Linked DNA regions of Pan troglodytes: region 1 is linked to region 2. The links are chromatin contacts, called in public Hi-C maps. All regions are on one chromosome and are shown on one strand. Each heading gives the region's core, a stretch centred on a gene start, on an enhancer-like site or on the middle of the called end of the contact. The rest is flanking DNA. Distances are from core to core; before and after follow the strand shown. Region 1 overlaps KIAA0319L (KIAA0319 like). Region 2 overlaps KIAA0319L (KIAA0319 like).

Region 1 (5,342 bases), core at 682-3,181, 94 kb after region 2:
AGAAATTGAAAATACATCCATAAAATGAAAGCATTACTCTGTTATTGTTTTCTTGAAGACACCATTTACCAATTAAGTTAGCCAGAGGCCAAAGGCGGTAATCAAAATAATTCTAATTACATAGAAATTACCTAACTGAACCATTCTTAGTTCCTATAGTTTCTTTTAGCTCCTTTAAACCATAACTAATGCAACTGAAATTATATGCAGGATCCCACAAGTAGCAAAAGAATTCTAAGAAGAGTTAAAAGTATTCTCTGTTTCCAAAGGTAGCAACCATAGGACAGCCTGGGTTTTTTTTTGTATTGTGTTTGTTTGTTTGTTTGTTTGACAAAGGCATTGGAGATGGGTGGAAAAGAACTTTAATTTGACTATACAAATGACTTGCTTTTGAGATTGCTGAGTTGGAATCTAGAAATTATTTCCCTCAGCTCTTGTTTTTATCTTTTGTAGAACATAATCTTACCCAGCCCAGGGTGTTTTTAATTATAATTGTTTATTGAAGATATGGCTGATAGACCTTTTAGCTGAGTTTTATTAGTGTTTACAGCAGAGATAATGCTTAGCATAGCTTCTTGAAGGAGACTGTGCTTCAGGAGGAGCTACCAGGATCAGAGGCTGTAACTTTAAAAGGCAAAACAAAGTAAATCCTGGATGTCTGCAGATTTCTCTGGCTTTCCTGTAGTTAAAAGCTCTGGGGCATTTTGATCCTTGAGCAGAGGGCTCTCTGGCTGTGTGCAGCCTCAATGTTGGCACAGAGCTCCCTTGGCTGCTGCAGGCAAGTCTCTGAGGCCACAAGGGGGAAGAAGGGATGTAGGGTGTCCTAGGTGCTTGATGGCCCCTGTCCAGGAGCTGGAGGGAACTTTGCTTATAGAGTTGCTACAAACAAGATGATTTTGTCCTGAGAGTTCCTCTGCAGTCTTGCCCCATTTCCTTTCCTTTCATCAGGAAGGATTTGGGCACGTGATTAAGAAATGCATTTTGCTTCCTTGCTGGCAAGAGCCAAACCAACTACTGGGCCAGAAATGCTTTTTAGAAACATCACTCTTAAATCATTCTTTTGATCAGAGACTTGCTCAGAGAACTTTCTTCCTTTTACAAACTAGAATGGTAAAGCGTTCAAGTGTTCTAGAAGCTCATATAAAGGATAAGGCTAGAGGTGTTTGAAAGCTATTTGAATTTTCTGACCAGCAGGCAGCCTGTATTTTGAGGCCAGATGACACTTTGTCCAATTGAAATATTTTTAAACATGTCTTGTCAAGGTCTGGGTAACAGTAGTTCGTGTCTTTGCTGAGGGAGTCATTGTCTCCTCCTGCTAAGTTAGGGACAGGACAGCAGCAGACAGGTACAACTCTACCCTCTAGTTTCTCTTTTTGCAGGGGACCTGATGGGGTGCAGCTCGAGAATGCTAACAGCAGTGTTGCCACTGTGACTGGGCTGCAAGTGGGGACCTATGTGTTCACCTTGACTGTCAAAGATGAGAGGAACCTGCAAAGCCAGAGCTCTGTGAATGTCATTGTCAAAGAAGGTACCTCTCTGCCTCCAGTTTGTGTAGCAGCCTCTTAGGGTCAGATAGCTGAAGAATTTATCCTGTCATGTTTGCCTGCAGAAATTGATTAGAGATAGCAAGAGGTGGGTAAGAGGGTTGGGGTGAGGGCAACTGTTATTTTCTTTTCTAAAACAGCCTTTAATTGGACTGTAAGGTGAATTTTAACTTCCCTCCCTCCTCCTGCTTACATCTTCCCTTCCCTCTCATCCCCTTACTTTCTTTTCAGTCCTCCCTCCTTCCCTCCTTACTTTATTTCTCAGTTGAATAGGGAAAGAATTAAGGGTTCTATTCTTTGCATTTTTATTTTGCCCCTCTGCATTGCTGAGACCTGGGCCGTGACTCCTGTTAGCTACAGTGACACCTGCTGTCAGGCTTGAGAATGACGGCCGCACTACAGCTGACTATGCTTGCCCTGAGCCTTTGAGCTGAGGCCAGCCAGAGGCCTTGCTCTTTACAGGCACAGTGACCAGTGAGAGCTGTGGGAGAGGGCCCTAAGTTGATAGCAGGAAAAACCATCAGATATGCAGACCTCCAGACATAAGATACCAAGCTGAGTAAATACTGCACAGACATCTGAATATACAGAGCTTCACGTGGGGCTCCGAATAAGAGAGGTAGCTCTTTGTTTTCTCTTGTGAAGTTCCAAGGAAGGGGTCCAAAAAGATATTCAGAGAATAACATTTTAAGATATTTTGAAGGAGAATTTGCAAGATCAGCTAGGTGAAACCTAAACTCCAAGGTTTTAAGCCAGTTTGGGCCGTTATTTCTGATCATCACATACCTCCAAAGCAGAGAAATGGATTCCATTTGGGAAGGCTACTGGGAGAATATGAGAGGAAAGCACACTCGTCCCCTCTGTTGTACAGTGTTAGAAGAACATTTCTCTGGGTAGGACTGGAACCTCAGGACTGCAGCGCTGGTAGCTTTCATCTACACTGTTGGTTGGTGGCAGGGACAGGCACTTAAAAAGGTTCTCCAGTTAAGGTACTCTTGATGTTTTAATTTCCCCATAAGCATCATGAAGAAACATTTCTTCTTTTCCAGAATGTCACATTATGTCAATGATTTCTTTTTGATTAGAAATAAACAAACCACCTATAGCCAAGATAACTGGGAATGTGGTGATTACCCTACCCACGAGCACAGCAGAGCTGGATGGCTCTAAGTCCTCAGATGACAAGGGAATAGTCAGCTACCTCTGGACTCGAGATGAGGGGAGCCCAGCAGCAGGGGTAAGTGTGCTAGGAGCTGGAGAGCTACACAGGAGTGGGGAGGAGGAGGAGCCACGCATTCCAGTATATGCTTTAATCAAGTGGCCCCTTATATCAAACCCAGATTGTTCTCTGAAATCCAGGGAGGTGAAGTGACTTGCTTAGGGTCATTCTGTAAGCTAGTATAGCACAGAATGGGTTTCCCTTCCCTGATCCTAGCAGTTGTAGGCTGCGATGCTGTTCTGTATCAGGAACTGCCCGAGGTTGAAACAGTTCAGCCCTGAAGGGCCTAGTTATGGTGAAAGCAGCAACTGACTCCAGGAAAGGAATGGCATTTTGTTCTGTAACATAGCCATGTTGTTCAACCCTACAGGAGGTGTTAAATCACTCTGACCATCACCCTATCCTTTTTCTTTCAAACCTGGTTGAGGGAACCTACACTTTTCACCTGAAAGTGACCGATGCAAAGGGTGAGAGTGACACAGACCGGACCACTGTGGAGGTGAAACCTGGTGAGTTCATTTAGTGATGAGGCTGAGTAGAATTGCTGAATCAGCCAATCAAGGCCTCTATCCTGAGACCCCCTTCCCCGAGCATGGACAGAGCCAGATGGCATGTCCATCTTTAAAAATAATCGAGAAACCCCAAGCTGAAAAATCCATAGAGACCGTCTGTTCCAACAATACCTCCTACCCATGCAGAAATACAGACCTCCCCCTATTCATCTCAGATGGAGAAACAAACTCAGAGAGGGCAGGACTTGCTCAGTGTCACACAGCAGTTGTGTCAGAGCCAGGCCTTTGTGCTCGTAGTCCAGCACTTTCTCCTCTCCTCGTGACTGATGAGAGAGGGCTCAGAGTGCTTGGGAATCTGAGCATGGGAATAGCTTGAGTCATGATGTCTCATCAGCATCCAGATGCAGAAAACAATTTATTTTTATAAGTTGAGCCTCAGGCCTTGTCTGATAATCCAGGGAAGGTAAAGTAATAGTGCTCTTTACATTTTTCAGCTTTGCAGAAATAAAAATTTTCTTCTTAAATAGAACCATGTTTTTATTTTGCTTTGAGGTTAATATGGTGATAGGGAGGCACTGAGTATGGAGGTGGGATAGAGCTTTATAAATTCCTGAGCTTCTGATGAAATGGTATTAACTTTAAACCTACTCTTTATTATCTAGGCCAACCTCATATATGGATGTTTTAGACAGGAAGGGATCTTGGGAGGTCTTCCAGTCCTTGTCCTGCCTCTAGGAAGGACAGTAGCTGAGACACTATAAAATCTCTTTGGTGTTTAAAGTCAGATCACAGATAGTCTACTAATTATGCAAATTATACATCAGAACAGGCAAGTGGTGCATTCAAGTATGTAAATAAGGCATTCCAAACAATCAGTTTGAAATTCCAAATGTAGAACATCTTTAGGACATATTCAAAAGTAAAACATGATAGCCTCACCGTTTTAGAGTTATACAAAGATAGTGCAGCTGTGATGTGGCTCTAAGGAAATCCTTGTGTCTTGGCTGACTGGATTTTCTTTTGTTAACTGTATTTAAACCTGGAGGGACGGATGCATTCCCATTATTGAGGAGATTGTTGAGATGGACACTTTTCCTCCCATTGTTGTGCACAAAATACAGCGAGGCACTGAAAATCAGATGTGAGTCAGGAGAGATTGCTTAATAACCCCCACTTGGCCTGGATTGCTCAGCACTGCCAGTTGCACAGAGGCTTTTAAAACAAATGTTTAAGTGTTTCTCTCTTCCCCACTCCCGTCATTACTCCCCACCCCTCATTGCATCACTGCTTCAGCCTTATCTCCAGCACTTGTGTGGGAATTCTCAGGTTGGTATAGAGAGCAGGAGTGCTTTAGAAGCTTTCTAAGCCAGCCCCAGATTGCCCGATCAGGAATTCACTATTGTCCCTTTCCATTTGAAGGATATCTGAATGTTCTCACTCCTTTCTCTCCTGTGCCAAAGCAAATGCACAGTGGCAGGTCTGTGTTTACTCTCCTACTTCTAAAGCCATGACTGATCCACATGCTTTCCAGATCCCAGGAAAAACAACCTGGTGGAGATCATCTTGGATATCAACGTCAGTCAGCTAACTGAGAGGCTGAAGGGGATGTTCATCCGCCAGATTGGGGTCCTCCTGGGGGTGCTGGATTCCGACATCATTGTGCAAAAGATTCAGCCGTACACGGAGCAGAGGTAGCTGGGCAATGAATGGGGGGAGCAAAGGAAAGACCAGGGGCCCCCGGGCTTCTTGAATGAGCTGAGAAATAGTGTGGTTAGATAGAGAAAGGTGGGCTTTCTGACCAGAAACACTCATGTTGCCTTTTCTTCAATAGACTTCTGTCTTCTAGTGCAGGTGACATGCGCTGTACTAGACACTTCAGCAGGGCTCCAGGGTGTAGGAGGTCAACTATTTTGACAACCACAGTCTAGTAGAGGAGATAAGTAAATATGGAACATTAGTACGGTGTGGGTTTGGTACAACAAGCAGCATTGTGGAACACTGTGGCAAGGACAATGAATTCTTCTAGGAGAGTTGGGGTAGGAGTAATCCAAAGATTTTTCTAGAATA
Region 2 (4,952 bases), core at 1,203-3,702:
TACGTGGCCTTTTGTGTCTGGCTTATTTCATTTAGCATAATATTTCCAAGGTTCATCCATATCCTAGCAGGTATCAGTACTTCATTTCTTTTTATGGCTGAATAATATTGTGCTTTATGGATATGCCACTTTTGTTTATCCATTCATCAGTTGATGGACATTGGGTTGTTTCTACTTTTTGGCTATTATGAACAATGTTGCTCTTAACATTTATGTATACATTTTTGTTTGAACATATGTTTTTAATTTTCTTGGGTATCTGTATATAAATACATGTATTTACATATAAATAGTACAATTGCTGGATCATGTATATATATATATATAAAACGTATATATGTAATTCCACTCCACTATATGTATATATCCAATTGCACTATAGTAAAATATATATGCAATTTATATATAATTATATATGAAATAAATTTATATATAAATGGAATTGCTGGATTATATATAATCACGTATAATATATGTATAATTATATGTAATTATATATGTATATATTACATATATAAATAGTGGAATTGCTGGATCATATATATAATATATGTAATAATATATATGATCCAGCAATTCCACTACTTGTATATAAACATGTAATAATATATATATGATCCAGCAATTCCATTATTTATATATGTATATAAATTTATATATAAAATTTCACTTTTATATATATATTTATATATAGGAGTGGAATTGCTGGATGTTATGGTAACTCTTGGTTTAACTTTTTTGAGAAACTGTTTTCTACGGCAGCTGCACCATTTTACATTTCCACCAGTAAAGTATGGGGGTTCCAGTTTCTCTACATCCTTGCCAACACTTGTTATTATTCATCTTTTCTATTATAGTAGAGAAGGTTGTTGAAGGTTAGAAAAATCAAGGAAAGCTTCATGGAGGAAATGGAACTTGGCTTGGGCCTAATACGTATTCAGTTTATAGATGGACAAACTGACACAGTTGGAGACAAGGACTAGAGAAACAACTGGATGGGTATAGATTTCTTCATTCTTTTGTTCATTTTTAAAATTACTTACTCAGTCAATAAATATTTATTGAGGCAGGCACTGTTCTTCATGAAAGATTGCTGTCCAGTTCCCTGACTTGATCTTTGCAGTCAGTGAAGCTTTCTGAAAGAGTAGACCACATTTGCTATTTCCATTCTCCCACCTTCGTCCTCTTCTGAGTTCAGTAAGGTCTGGCTTCTGCCCAAACCTTGGCTTTTGCCAGGGTAACTACTGATCTTCCTAGTTGGACGCTTTTATTTCTTACCTTCCTTAACATCTCTGCTGCATTTGACACCTTTGATTACCTTCTTGAGACCGTTTCCTCACTTGCCTTAAGTTACACCATGCTTTGTTTTGTCCTCCTCTTAGCCAATGCACAGCACTTTCTAATTATTTTTCCCCCACTCCCTTCTCTCCCTTACATCTTTTGTTTGTCAGGGTTCTGTTTCACCCTTTTTTGTCCCACTTGTGGTCTCCCTGGGCAGTCTCATTCATTTCCTCACTTGTCACCTATGTGCTCACTACTTCCAAATTTATAGCTATTCCTGAGCTCCAGACCACTTAGCCATCTGTACGCTGCACATCTCCAGCCAAGATGTCTCACGGCTACCTCTAACTTAGTATAGCAAAACTGAACCTGTGATCTTTTACCCCCTTTCTTTTCCTTTATTCCCTATAACCATGAAAAGACCACCTCTAGCCATATTCTGAGGTAGAAATCCCTGAGTCATTTTTCTTTTTTTTCAAGGCACAGTCTTGCTCTGTCACCCAGGCTGGAGTGCAGTGGCACAATCTTGGCTCACTGCAACCTCTGCCTCTCAGGTTCAAGCGATTCTCCTGCCTCAGCCTCCTGAGTAGCTGGGATTACAGGCACCTGCCACCACGCCCGGCTAATTTTTGTATTTTTACTATAGACAGGGTTTCACCATGTTGGCCAGGCTGGTCTCAAACACCTGCCTCACCCTCCCAAAGTGCTGGGGTTACAGGTGTGAGCCACCGCACCTGGCTGCCTGAGTCATTCTCTATTCTTTTCTGTCCTTCACATGCATGTCACAGTTCATCTCACATTTCTGTGTAGAGGGCTCCATTTCTCTGCATATGGCATTACCATTCTGCCTGATGTATTCCAATTCAGATAAACATAAGCTCCTTTCTCATGCTTTCCCTGAGACCCCTGGTGTGGACTTCTCTAATGTTCTCATAATATCTATGCATCTCTCTATGATTATACCATGTTATACTCTGTGTGGCCTTAGGCTTTGTGAGGAGAGGTTCAGAGTAGGTTTTGCTCTAGAGTGTGGTCCTTACTCCTAAGGTGAGGCCTTTCTGGTGTCTCTGCTGGTGTATGGCATTAATGTGATTGCTTCACTCTTCACTCTGGCAGGGCCAGAGTTCCAGCATGCTCCTCTTGCCCCCCTAGAGGGCACTGCTTGACCTCTAGTGAGTCTCCCTCTCAGCCCTGTAGCATCTACCATCTAGTTAATAAACATCATGTGGTCTTGCCGCATGCCTTTGTAGTCTAGCCACGGACTGGCAGGGGACCCTCCCACTGGACTTCTGGGGCCCCCTTTCTTCACAGCTCCTTCCTCTCAAATTCTTACCCCTCACCTTCTAGCCAAACTCACATCTCCGCTTCCTGGGCTCAGTGAGACCCATGTGTTCTGTTTGGGTTCCGGCTTCCTATGTCATGGTTGGGAAATTGTCCCTTAACATACAGCTGGGCAGTTATGGGGCTCACTTCAGGTTTCCCTTCTCAGGATTGCAACCTTGCCCTGCCTGTTATCTCCTGACTAAAAACAGTTGGATTGTATCTTCTGTCCAGTTTTGTAGTTGTTTACGGCAGGACGGTGAGTCTGATATCAGCTACTCCATTATGGCTTCGAGCAGAAGTCTACTTTAATTAGTTGTTTATGTGTCTGTCTACTCCATGAAACGATTTTACTCATAGTTACATCTCTAGCATCTAGCACTATACCTGCTGTAGTAGGTAGCAATAAAGGTTTGTTGGATTAAAGATAATGTACCTTGGAATATACATGTTAGGGAACATTCTTTCCTGCTCTGTTTTTCAGCCTCAGCCTGTTAAGTGGGCACTTCACTCCCCAAGAGGGAACAAGTTTTGGGGAGTAATTTTTGCTATATCCTCTGCCTTTCCTCCGACTCACTCCATGAGTGGCAGAGTGATTTTTCTGATTGATGAGATTAGAAAAGAATCCTATTGTATGGAGTGGCCAGTCTTGAGGATTTTTTTTTTTTTTTTTTTTTTTTTTTTTGAGATTGAGTCTCAGTCTGTCACCTAGGCTGGAGTGCAGTGGCACAATCTTGGCTCACTGTAACTTCCACCTCCCGGGTTCAAGCGATTCTCCTGCCTCAGCCTCCCGAGTAGCTGGGACTACAGGTGCATGCTGCCATGCTCGCCTAATTTTTTGTATTTTTAGTAGAGATGGGGTTTCACTGTGTTGCCCAGGCTGGTCTCGAACTCCTGAGCTCAGGCAATCTGCCCGCCTTGGCCCCACAAAGTGCTAGGATTACAAGCACGAGCCACCACGCCCGGCCCAGTCTTCAGAATTTTTATGTCTTGTCCCACTTCCATGCTGTAGCCGGTCTGCCCATGCCAGGTCAGCCTGCATTTTGTCCAGTTAGGTAAGTTGAATTCAGTATAGGAAAGTATAAGAAAGGCCATTTGTGATTACACATCTCAGCCATGTTCTCCAGTCATCCTTATCACTTACTATAAAGATAATATTTTGATCTTCATCTGCACCTAACTGACATGCTTTGTATTTTAATTATTCCCAAACTCTGGGTGGGAGAGATTAATTATCACCCTCAACCTCTACAGAGACTGCAGATGGGACAAAATCACCTCCTGCCTTAGCAAGAGGTCTCTTTACCACTAGTTGCCTTTTTTTGTTGTTGTTGTTCTCATACCTGCCTGTATTCCTGAACCCAAGTAAGTGTCCCTGGCAGGAAAAGGGTACCTGTAGGCCTTGCCCTCACTTGACTCGTTTGCCCTTACTTTGAGGGCTGTAGCCTCTGTTGTACCAGTCAGAGCCAGTGGTGTCTTTTTCCTTTAAGAGAATGGTATATTTTGAATATGCATTGGTCTTGATCTTCAGGGGAAAAGCATTTTCAGGAGACTTTTTAGGTGGCATTATATCTCTACTCTTCATGTATCTGTTGGGCACCCAAATTGAGGCAGATGACTAATGGAATATATCTTACAGCAATGAGTCTTCAACAGGAACTTTCTCCTGCCAAATTGTCCTATATTCTTAACTACATTGCAGTACAGGAAGGTAATAAATTATTAATCCTAAATCAGTCTCCTCAGACTGTAGGATAATGACTTGAGTACATGTCACTTGGGGGAAGGTAGAGTTTTCTGGCTGTTAACACAAACCATGCAAGGTTTTTGATTCTAAAATTCAGCTAGCATTGAGCAAGTCTATGGTATCTTGTTATATCACGATTTAATTGACATAAGTAAGGCCAATCAGAATTTGCTAAAGTTGGTCTCTCTCTCAGTGAAATTAAATCACTGTGTCTTGCTTAAACACTTTAATGAAAGATAATCATCTTAAATCCTACTATCTTGGAAAACCATAATTTTGGTGGGTTCTTTTTGCCCTTTAGAAGACCTGTGCAAATATAAACTTACTTCCCCATTTGTGTGACAAAATGAAGAGGGATGAGAAAATTAGCATAATTGGGCAGTAAATCCAACTCAATTTAAAAACTATCTTAAATTTATTCTCCTCAGGAATTCCTTAAGGGAGGAAATAATAAAACAGCAGAGGAGTTTATAAAAACAAACAACAATTGCAGGGCCGAAGCATAGCCTTTTGGCTTATTTTGGAGATTTTATTAAAATCTCAGTAATTGGAACAGCTTCCAATTCAAGGCATTGTGTGAAACTGGCAGGAACATAGTCAAGAA

The links. Hi-C and Micro-C count contacts between places; a contact is called where the count stands out from the background.
Region 1: a Hi-C map of induced pluripotent stem cells shows a contact between it and region 2, with 3 times the contacts expected there. The contact joins two enhancer-like sites. A contact is called at or near these places in 3 of 7 Hi-C or Micro-C datasets (blood and induced pluripotent stem cells) and 1 of 1 datasets of contacts at active chromatin or transcription factors (stem cell-derived excitatory neurons).

What each region holds. Positions count from the first base shown.
Region 1 is chr1:195,535,755-195,541,096 of NHGRI_mPanTro3-v2.0_pri, forward strand. KIAA0319L (KIAA0319 like) reads left to right here. Exons shown (of 21, transcript XM_024357827.3): 13 at 1,380-1,528; 14 at 2,630-2,781; 15 at 3,134-3,272; 16 at 4,807-4,966. Among named protein-coding and RNA genes, the nearest start is that of KIAA0319L, 110 kb to the left of the region's middle. Within about 2 kb of position 1,932, at least 5 of the 24 cell types and tissues checked have an H3K27ac peak or open chromatin away from gene starts, as enhancers often do. A contact at or near this core is called in induced pluripotent stem cells, where this site is marked.
Region 2 is chr1:195,441,694-195,446,645 of NHGRI_mPanTro3-v2.0_pri, forward strand. The region is part of intron 2 of KIAA0319L (KIAA0319 like); the gene reads left to right. Among named protein-coding and RNA genes, the nearest start is that of KIAA0319L, 12 kb to the left of the region's middle. Within about 2 kb of position 2,453, at least 5 of the 24 cell types and tissues checked have an H3K27ac peak or open chromatin away from gene starts, as enhancers often do. A contact at or near this core is called in induced pluripotent stem cells, where this site is marked.